Regions from separate parts of the Sus scrofa genome. Here region 2 is linked to region 1. A link is a contact called in public promoter capture Hi-C data. All regions are on one chromosome and are shown on one strand. Each heading gives the region's core, a stretch centred on a gene start, on an enhancer-like site or on the middle of the called end of the contact. The rest is flanking DNA. Distances are from core to core; before and after follow the strand shown. Region 1 holds the start of ELOB (elongin-B). Region 2 holds the start of ZNF213 (zinc finger protein 213).

Region 1 (4,817 bases), core at 596-3,095:
GCTCCCTGGGGACAAGGGACAGTGGGCTACTGTCCAGGCAGGCGTTTTCCAGTTGGCAGTACTACAACTAGATAGCCCAGCCTCTCCCAGGAGTGCCGACTTAATCTGTTGCCCCATCTGTGATCTGAACTGGTACCGCCTACCCTAGCGTGGCCTTTGAGAGAGTCAGAACAACTCAGTTCTGCCCACTGAGTATGCACACAGTGCCAGGCACTGATGGTCTCTTGGCTGATCCCCCAGGTCAGGAACGTGCCTTAAGATCCACAGCAGAGGAGTTCCCGTCGAGGCTCAGTGGTTAATGAATCTGACAAGGAACCATGAGGTTGCAAGTTCAATCCCTGGCCTTGCTCAGTGAGTTAAGGATTCGGTGTTGCCGTGAGCTGTGGTGTAGGTTGCAGACGCTGCTCAGATCCCATGTTGCTGTGGCGTAGGCCAGCGGCTACAGCTCCGACTAGACCCTCAGCCTGGGAGTCTAGTCCATATGCCACAGGGGCAGCCCAAAAAATGGCAAAAAGAAAAAAAAAAGAGAGAGAGAGAGACCCACAGCAGACAAGAGGTGGAACCAGGTTTGAATTTGGGCAACCAACTCAAATTCCACACTGAGTTCTATCACTTCCTTTTTAGAAATGAAAGTAGTTATAAAACACTACAGATGAGAGACACACGAGCAACTGGTGGCTATTGACAATTACTATTTATTTATTTACTTATTTATTTATTTATTTATTTGTCTTTTTGCTATTTCTTGGGCCGCTCCCTCGGCATATGCAGGTTCCCAGGCTAGGGGTCCAATCGGAGCTATGGCCACCGGCCTACGCCAGAGCAATAGCAACGCGGGATCCAAGCCAAGTCTGCAACCTACACCACAGCTCATGGCAACGCCGGATCCTTAACCCACTGAGCAAGGGAAGGGACCGAACCCGCAACCTCATGGTTCCTAGTCGGATTTGTTAACCACTGCGCCATGACGGGAACTCCCACAATTACTATTTATTAATGAGCACTTCAAAAAATTTGCAATTCCTATCATGGGTCAGTGGAAGGCAATCTGACTAGCAGCCATGAGGTTGCGGGTTTGATCCCTGGCCTGGCTCAGTGGGTTAAGGATCCGGCGTGGCTGTGTGGCTGTGGTGGTGGCGTAGGCTGGCAGCCACAGGTCCGACTGGACCCCTAGCCTGGGAACCTCCATATGCCGCGGGTGTGGCCCCAAAAATAAATAAATAAATAAAAATAAAAAACTTAGGAGTTCCCGTCGTGGCGCAGTGGTTAACGAGTCCGACTAGGAACCATGAGGTTGCGGGTTCGGTCCCTGCCCTTGCTCAGTGGGTTAACGATCCGGCGTTGCCGTGAGCTGTGGTGTAGGTTGCAGACGCAGCTCGGATCCCGCGTTGCTGTGGCTCTGGCGTAGGCTGGCGGCCACAGCTCCGATTAGACCCCTTGCCTGGGAACCTCCATATGCCGTGGGAGCGGCCCAAGAAATAGCAAAAAAAAGACAAAAAAAACAAAACAAAACAAAAAAACAAACTTAGGTAGAGGAGTTCCCGCTGTGGTGCACTGCCAGAGCCGATGCTCAGATTCGATCCCTAGCCTGGGAACGTCCGTGGACCTCCTCAAAATGGCCGCCAGGGAGCCCTTGTTCTCGAGTCGGACTCCCCAATATGGCAGCCCAGATCTCATTGAGATGTGAATGTCTTGCCGCCCTGATGACTCAGGGACACATCTTTCCTTCTCTCTCCTTGGGATGTGAGGTACCCTAGCTCACACAGTTAGTCCCTGATATCCCCCCAAAAAGGATGGGCCTGCACCCAGGCATCTCCTCACTGCATCAATCTGGGGACCTCGTCTTTGCCACACCCAAGATGGCGCCATCGGCCACTGCCGGACGCCCACAGCCTCAGCCCCTCGGCCAACCAGCCCCGCCCCACGCCACGGCGCCGAGATGGCTGCCAGACACAGGGCCGCAGCGCCCCTCCCTTGCGGATTACTTAAAATGGCGGCCTCGGGGCCGGGCGCGGGGCGGGGCCGCCGGGCGCGGGGCACGCTGGGGTGCGGCGCCCGGGCTGCCGGGAACGGGGAGGAGCGCGGCCGCGCCGGCGCGTCGAGGGGGAGAGGTAGCCGCTGCGATGGTGAGCGGGCGCGGGGGGAGGGGCGCCGGGCCGGGGCCGGGGCCGGGGGCCGCGGGGGCCACGGGGGCCACGGGCCGCGCGGGGGCAGCCCGGGCTCCGCGCTCACGCCTGCCCGCCGCCCCCAGGACGTGTTCCTCATGATCCGGCGCCACAAGACCACCATCTTCACTGACGCTAAGGAGTCGAGTACCGTGTTCGAGCTGAAGCGCATCGTCGAGGGCATCCTCAAGCGGCCGCCGGACGAGCAGCGGCTGTACAAGGTGCGGTCCTGTCGGTTCCGGGCGGCCGGGGGCGCGTGCTGCTGGGAACCGCCGCCGGAGCTTGGCCGGGGGCGCCCGGCAGCCGCGTCGTCGATGTAAACATCGGCTGCTGACCGCCGCGGGCCGGAACTCCCCCGCGTGGGGCCGTTGCTCGGACTCAGAGAAGTGAAGCCCCGGTAGCGCCTGCTCCACCGGAGGATCTCGATTCCGGTGGCTTTGAAGGCGCGCGCCAGGCCCTCTGCCGAGTGCCCGGGGCCAGCGTCGCATCTAATAATCCCAGAAGCAGCCCGCCGAGACGTGCAGGCTCTTGCTGGACTTGTCTCCTCCGTAGTTGGAGAAACTGAGGCTGGGAGGTGGTTCCTTAACTATCCCAAGGTCATGGGCAGAGTCGGGATTTGAGTCCCGGGGCCCTTAACCTTCTGCTGGCCCATCACACGCGCCCCATCCGCCCTGGACACCGCTTAATACAAAGAAATGGAGGGTTTGGGGATGAGTTGGGTCCCGTCGGTTCTTCGCCTACCAGCTGTTTATGACTCCCTACCATGCTGCTGGGGTTCTAAACGCAGCTCCCCCCCCCCCCCCCCCGCTCCGCTCCCCCTTACAAACCAACTGCAGTTATTCAGCAAGGATGGCTTGGATTTCGGGGCTTTCTTTGGGAATCCGGTGTGTCAGCCTCTCGTTAAAGGCTCTCCCCCGAAGTGCCTCGATCTAATACTGGCTGGAAACTGGTCTTTCATTCCAAGCTGAGTCCTCATTCCCTTTGTCACTGAAGGCCTTTCCTTGCTGATACCTCCTGGGGGTGGGGGGGGGGCTTCCATGATAAGGACCTTGCCTGCTGCCTGAGCTCTTCCATGTGCTATGCTCCTTGCTTTCTGTGTGTCCTTTGGGCATGAAAACCGGGCGGCCCTGGGAGTTGGGGATTGCCGTATCCACACCCGCCACGCGTTTTGCAGAGAAGGAAACTTCACCTCCAAAAATCAGCCCCTTTGTGCAAAGTGGTAGAGTGGGCATTCAGCCAGGTCTGCTTGTGGCCAGATTGGACCATTGACGCTTGAAATTAGATTCACCTGCAACTGGGGAGGAACAACTGCAGATTTTAGAGCCCTCACCTGGGAGGGTCTGATTTGAAAGGCCTGGGGCGTAGCCTGGACGCTCTTGGACGTCCTCGGGTGGTTCTGGGCCCTGTTTGGCTTTCAGTGTAGTTGCCTTTCCGGGGCTGCCCCTGAGACCCTGCCTGCCTCTCTCCTCAGGACGACCAGCTTCTGGATGACGGCAAGACCTTGGGCGAGTGCGGCTTCACCAGCCAGACCGCGCGGCCTCAGGCCCCAGCCACCGTGGGGCTGGCCTTCCGGGCAGGTGAGGGGGACAGGGCTGGGGTGGGGCCGTCGGGGGAGCCTGCAGTCCTTCTCCAGGCCTCCCTCGCGGTGTCTCCCCGCCGGCCCAGCGAGGCCCATCCTTCGGTGGTGTGTGCTTCCCCGGGGGCAGTGGGGAGAGCATGCGAGGTGCGTGAAGCACCTGATGGCTGTCCCGTGGAGGCCTCCCAGGTCCTTGGTCAGGGCCCCAGCTTACACGGGCGGGGGCCTGCCTGAGGGCCCGGCCCCTCTAGTGCTCTCGTGGCCCTGAGAGGGAGGCGTGGGCGGTGAGGCTTGCAGGCAGTTCACGGAGCTGCTGGTCCCAGCCCGTCTCCGTGCTGCCTCGCTGACTTGCCGGGCATCTCTCCCGCCCGCACTTGGGCTTTGACTTTCTGGGGATGGGTCAGCTGAGCCTGGGGAGCTGCAGAGCGGGTTCAGCCCTTTCTGTGCCAGAGCCTGTAGTCAAATCAGCTGCATGCACCCTGCCCCGAGGCTAGAAACCTGAGGGGGGGGGTTCAGTTCCCTCTAGTAAAGGGGATTTAAGTTTTTTGAGGTCTCTGGAAGGGCTGTAGGGTGTTCACACAGCTGTAGCCTGGAGACCGAGGTGCCTGCGTGACTGGCTCAACTTGGTAGGCTTCCCCGCACCTCTCAGTTGCGTCCTTTACCCCCTGGGCTGGGGTTGGCATCTCCCTCCGTAAGGAGGCTGATCCTAGACTAGCCTCGGGGCAAGGCCCTGCTCGTGCTCAGGAAAGGGCGGTCTTGGGCGCCTTTCTGTGGGTTTTCTCAACTCCCACAGCGATGCGGAGGCAGGTACGAGGCAGGTGCGGGGCAGGTGCGGACTTGATCCAGGTGGGCCCGGTTCAGGGTGTTCTGAGGCAGGTAGGTGAGGGCTGAAAGCGCATCTCCTGTCCTTCCTGAGCCAAGGCCCGGCTGTATTCTCCCAGAAAAGAACCCCTTTCTCCAATTTGAACAAGGACACCCTGTGGACCCACAGCTATTCTTGGTGGGAAGGTGCGGATAAAACTCTGCAGGTGAAAAAAAAGATGAACACGGACGGGATTCAGGCTTTCCCACTTACT
Region 2 (4,817 bases), core at 1,540-4,039, 210 kb after region 1:
CTGAGGGGGTGTGACCTGGCGCGGCCAGGGAGGGACTTGCTGGGGAAGTGCTGGCATGGGGTTTGGGGCGCGGCGGCGCAGGAGGAGCTAGGGTGAGGAGCGGGCATGCTGGCCGAAAATTAAAGGCCTTGGAATTCAAGTGCGAGCCGTAGCTCTGTCTCCTGGGGCCCTGAAGGCTGGAGGCTGGCGGGGAGGGCAGGGGCTCCTGGGGGGACTCAGCGTCTTCACTCAGCCGTCCCTAAGTCATCCCTCTGGGGCTTGGGCACCGTCCACCCCAGCCTTTCCCTGGCCTGGGGCCCAGTCCACCATGCCGACGGCAGGATCCTGAGTCTCTGGGCAGAGGGCTCTAAGCACGGGCGTTTCCACACCCCAGATACTTCTGAAATGGAGGACCTGGGTGAGGTGATCTGCTGCTGTTGTCACTCATGCCCGTAGCATTGCCCCTGAGCTCTGGGCACTCCCTTGGCTCTTCTCTCCAGGAGCCAGGGCAGGGCAGAGCCAGCCTAAGAATTCACGTTCAGTGTCTCCTGTCTACCCTGCTTCCCTCACACTGGGGCCTGCTGCTTGTGACCGGGCATTTTCACCTGCATCCGCGGGGGCCCAGCTCTAATCCAGGGGGGATTTCTTGTTCCCCAGGGACCACTGCCCCTTCTGATCCTTTCTGAGCCACTGCCAGCTCACTCCCTCCACTACTTCTCACCTCTGTGGCCTCTTTGCACCTGTCCTCTGTAATTTGCCCTACCTGCCCCCATCTGGTGGTTTCCTGGCCTCCTGGGGTTTTACCTCTGAATTTTCCCATTCTCTCTCTCTCTTTTTTTCTCCTGGCCAAGGGTGGGCTCAGCCTGCCCATATTCTAGATGTGCAGTTCAGCTCTCAAGATTACACTCATTTTTGACATCACCTGACCTTGACGTCTGCCTCTCTTGGGACCCCTCCTGTCTCTGTGCTCACAGAGCCAACAGAGCAGTCGCAGCTCTGTTGGCTCCCAGCCCCTGAGGGATGGAATGTCTTGAACAGGACATTGGACTGAAAATAGTTATGATAGTTGGCAGTTGAGCAGCTGCCCTGTCAGGCATGGGACCAAGCATCACGTATATGTCCCCAACTGCAACTCGGAGTTTTATAGATGAGGAAGCAGGCTGAGAAGGCCAGTAACTTGCCCAAAGTCATTCAACCTGGAAGCTGGAGCTCAGGTCCAGGGCTTTTATCCTGTAAAGAATACCTCTATTTCCATGTACCCCCAATAGCTATTAATTTATTTATTTTAGGGCCACACTTGCAGCATGTGGAAGTTCGCAGGCTAGGGGTCAAATCGGAGCTACAGCTGCCAGCCTATGCCACAGCCACAGCAACACAGGATCGGAGAAGTGTCTGTGACCTACGCCACAGCTCACAGCAACGCCAGTTCCCAGACCCACTGAGGTCAGGGATCGAACCCATGTCCTCACGGATACTAGTCAGGTTTGTAACCTGCTGGGCCACAAGGGGAACTCCTCCCCCTTCAGCTTTTGATTGTCTAATTAGTGCATGACAATATGAGGCTGTCTAAAGAGTAGACAGTTCTCCTGTGGTGCAGCAGGTTAAGGATCCACTGTAGTCACTGCAGCAGCTTGGGTCACTGCTGCGGCAAAGGTTCGATCCCTGGCCCCGGAACTTCTGCATGCCACCGGCCTGGCCAAAACAGAACTAAAAAATTAGAACTGACAGACAGTAGACTTGACCTTCAGGGGTGTTGCACTCAGCTGGAGTTTGAGAGGGAAATCAGCTGGACGCCAGGGAGGTGCTGACTAGTGGGGGCCCAGGCAGGACTCAGTGGTGTCTAGGGTTGGGCTGCTGGCAGGAGTGGATTGACTGGATGGTTCTTTCTCGAAGAGGTGAGAAAAAGCAGTTTCCTCCCTTCAGCGTGTCGTCACGGCACTGGTCACTGGTCACTCAGCCAGAAATAGTGTTTCTCTGCTGGGTTCAGTGTGAGGGACTGAGGGGCTCTCGTCACATAAGGATTGCTCCCAGGAGCTTGTTATCTGATGGAGGGAAACAGGTGGGAAGGTGCTACCATGACTTGGTGGGGCTTAGCACAGAGTATTCATTTGCACAGTGGGTATTGCCTTAATTTCAGCTCCTTGGGCCATGGGCCACATCAGCTGGATGCCAGGAATCACTCAGGCCTTGAATCCCGCAGAGGGCTGTCTAGTGAGCTCCGGGGGGCCGGGGTCGTTAAAGACTTCGCTCTGAGGAGCTCAGCACAGTATCCAGTGGGAAACGGCATCCCCTTTTCATAGCACAGTGCAAAGGGATTCCAAGGGCCCCATGCATCTTCCATTTCTTAGAGATCCATCCAGAGGATGGAATAGACCCTGTCTAGAGCCTTTTTTTGTTTGTTTGTTTTTTGTCTTTTTAGGGCTGCCTGCGGCAGGTGGAAGTTCCCAGGCTAGGAGCTGAATCAGAGCTACAGCTGCTGGCTTACGCCATAGGCGCAGCAACTCTGGATCCAAGTCACATTTGCGACTTACATCACAGCCCGCATCAACTCCAGATCCTTAACCCAATGAGTGAGGTCAGGGATTGAACCTGCGTCCTCATGGATACTAGTCGTGCTCGTTATCCGCTGAGGCATGATGGGAATTCCAGGCCAGAGCGTTTTAAGAGTGGACAACAGCAGCTAAGACTGAGGAGGCAGCTCCAGCATCTTGGAAGGGCCTGGGCTGTCAGGCTGAATGGTGTTCATGATTCGGTGGGTGATGAAGCATCACTGACGGGTAGCAGGCTGGGCGGGGGTAGGGTGGGGAGGCAGAGAAGGGTTTTGGCCGTCTCTGGGGAGCTGGCGAAGAGGCTCAGAGGTGGCCTACTCCTTCCTGGCTCCTGCTCACACCTTATAGCTTCTGAAGAACACGCGCGACCTGATTCCTTGCGATTGACCTGCGCACCTGCGCCTTCTGGACTAGTAGAGGGAGGGGAAGGGGGCGGTGGTGGAAATAGTCCCTTGGGACTGCCGACCGCATCCCTGTGTGGTCGGCCCAGGTCCTGGCTGAAGGCGCGCTGCCTTCCCCGGGCCGGAGACGTGGACTGATTCAGCTCTGCTCTAGCCTGGGAAGCTCCTCCCGAGCTCGTGTGACCCCGCAGGGTGGCGAGGTCTGCAGACTCGCCGAGGCTCGCCTCACAGCCAGGATGACAGATTCCGGACGATCTCACCCCTCCCACTATGCCACCTGCCAGTCAGTGCCCTGGGAGGAGCAAGAGGGTGGGCGCCCCCAAAACGGGCCAATCATAACTGGCGTTTGTCCTCGGCTCCGTTCCCCCCCACCCCCGCCACGGTTGCCTGGCAACTCCTCGACGCTCTGGGCTTCCAAACTTTGCCTTTTCCCTTCCTTTTCCGGGCGCTGCGGAAAGAACCAACAACGCGGGCCGGCCTACCTGCTGAGTCGTCAGCCCCCGAGTCTTCAGAGCGGGCCCCGGGCCCACCACCGAGACAGCGACCCTCCTGCCTTCCTAGAGAGGCAGCGGGGAGAAGGCGAGCGCCGAGGCCAGAGCCACTTCCGGCCTCGCGCGCGGCGGAAGACCTGTTGCGCCCGGAAGAAACCCGCGGCGCTCGAACGCGAGGGCCGCGTCTGGGCTTGGTCGTGACGCCCAGGGTCCGCCGCGCCGGAGTCCTGGCCCCTGCACCTCCTGCTGGCGCTCCGGCACCTTGCGGGCCCGCCCGGTGCTGCCTGCGAGAGCCCACGCGGAGGCGGTAACGGCCTGGAAGGAGACCTGGGATCTTTTGCGGGGAGCGGGAGGAACTGAGGCAGTCAGTGCGGGGCGGGCCGGGTAGTAAAGGCGAGGAAACGTTAAATAGACGCTTCACCGCCTTCACTCATTCATTTTTCAATATAAATGCCTGCGTTCCAGGTCTTTTGCTAGATATTGAGGGATAAGCGATGAAAAATCTGACAAGATCCATGCCCTCATGGGTTGAGCTCCAGTGAGGGAGGCGGACGTAAATGACACATTAATTTAAAGTGGTGACAGACGGGGGAAGCAGTGGAGAATGTTAGGAATTGATTGTCCAAGGACGGAACGCTGAGACTTGAATGACGGGAAGGATTTCAGGGTAGAACCTTCCCAGCAAGGGGAACAGAATGAATAAAGTCCCTGTCATGACGAAGAGGTTGGCGGTCCAGGAGCTGAAATGACCCCGGTGGTGGGATGGAGGGGCAGGCGGGAGGGTAGGCTAGAGGCCTGAGACTTGTGAGGGGCTCTGGCCTGAGTTTTCTCCCTGGTGTCCTGTGGAGGGTGGAGAACCGGAGGTTTTGAAGGTGGTCCAGCCTGCCCCCTGTCCCTGCTCCTTGGCCATCCTGTGACCTGTGGTCGGGCAGTCTTCCTGCCTGGGTTGCAGAGGCAGCATTCTCAACTCCTAGGGCAAACTCTGGTTTTTCTCTGTTCTCAACTAACAAAGCTCCAGGCTATCCATGAAGATTCATACAATCCAACAGGCCACTGACTAGAACAAGCTGGGCTCCTTGAGAGGAAAATGGCAAGGATTCCTGGGGGTCTTAACTCTTGCAGCCTCTCCTGTATCTCTGCTCCCGTGGGCATGCCCATCTGACAGGTTCCTGGCGAGGCATGATTCCCTGGGACTAACAGTTCCTGACTGAGCATTTACTTGCATTAAGAGTTGGTACTGGCGTTCCTGTCATAGTGCAGTGGAAAGGAATCTGACTAAGAACCATGAGATTTCGGGCTTGATCCTTGGCCTCGCTCAGTGGGTTAAGGATCTGACATTGTGGTGAGCTGTGGTGTAGGTCAGGGATGAGGCTCGGATCTGATGCTGTGGCTGTGGT

The links. Promoter capture Hi-C pulls out the DNA fragments that hold promoters and counts their contacts.
Region 2: a promoter capture Hi-C map of liver shows a contact between it and region 1, with 2.6 times the contacts expected there. The contact joins the promoter of ZNF213 here to the promoter of ELOB in region 1. A contact is called at or near these places in 1 of 5 promoter capture datasets (liver) and 1 of 47 Hi-C or Micro-C datasets (liver).

The regions. Positions count from the first base shown.
Region 1 is chr3:39,295,220-39,300,036 of Sscrofa11.1, reverse strand. It overlaps ELOB (elongin-B), which reads left to right and starts at 1,845. Exons shown (of 4, transcript XM_003124746.4): 1 at 1,845-2,126; 2 at 2,252-2,386; 3 at 3,637-3,742. The coding sequence starts at 1,860.
Region 2 is chr3:39,086,761-39,091,577 of Sscrofa11.1, reverse strand. It overlaps ZNF213 (zinc finger protein 213), which reads left to right and starts at 2,789. Exons shown (of 6, transcript XM_013995737.2): 1 at 2,789-3,727. ZNF205 (zinc finger protein 205) reads left to right here. Exons shown (of 8, transcript NM_001243641.1): 8 at 1-139.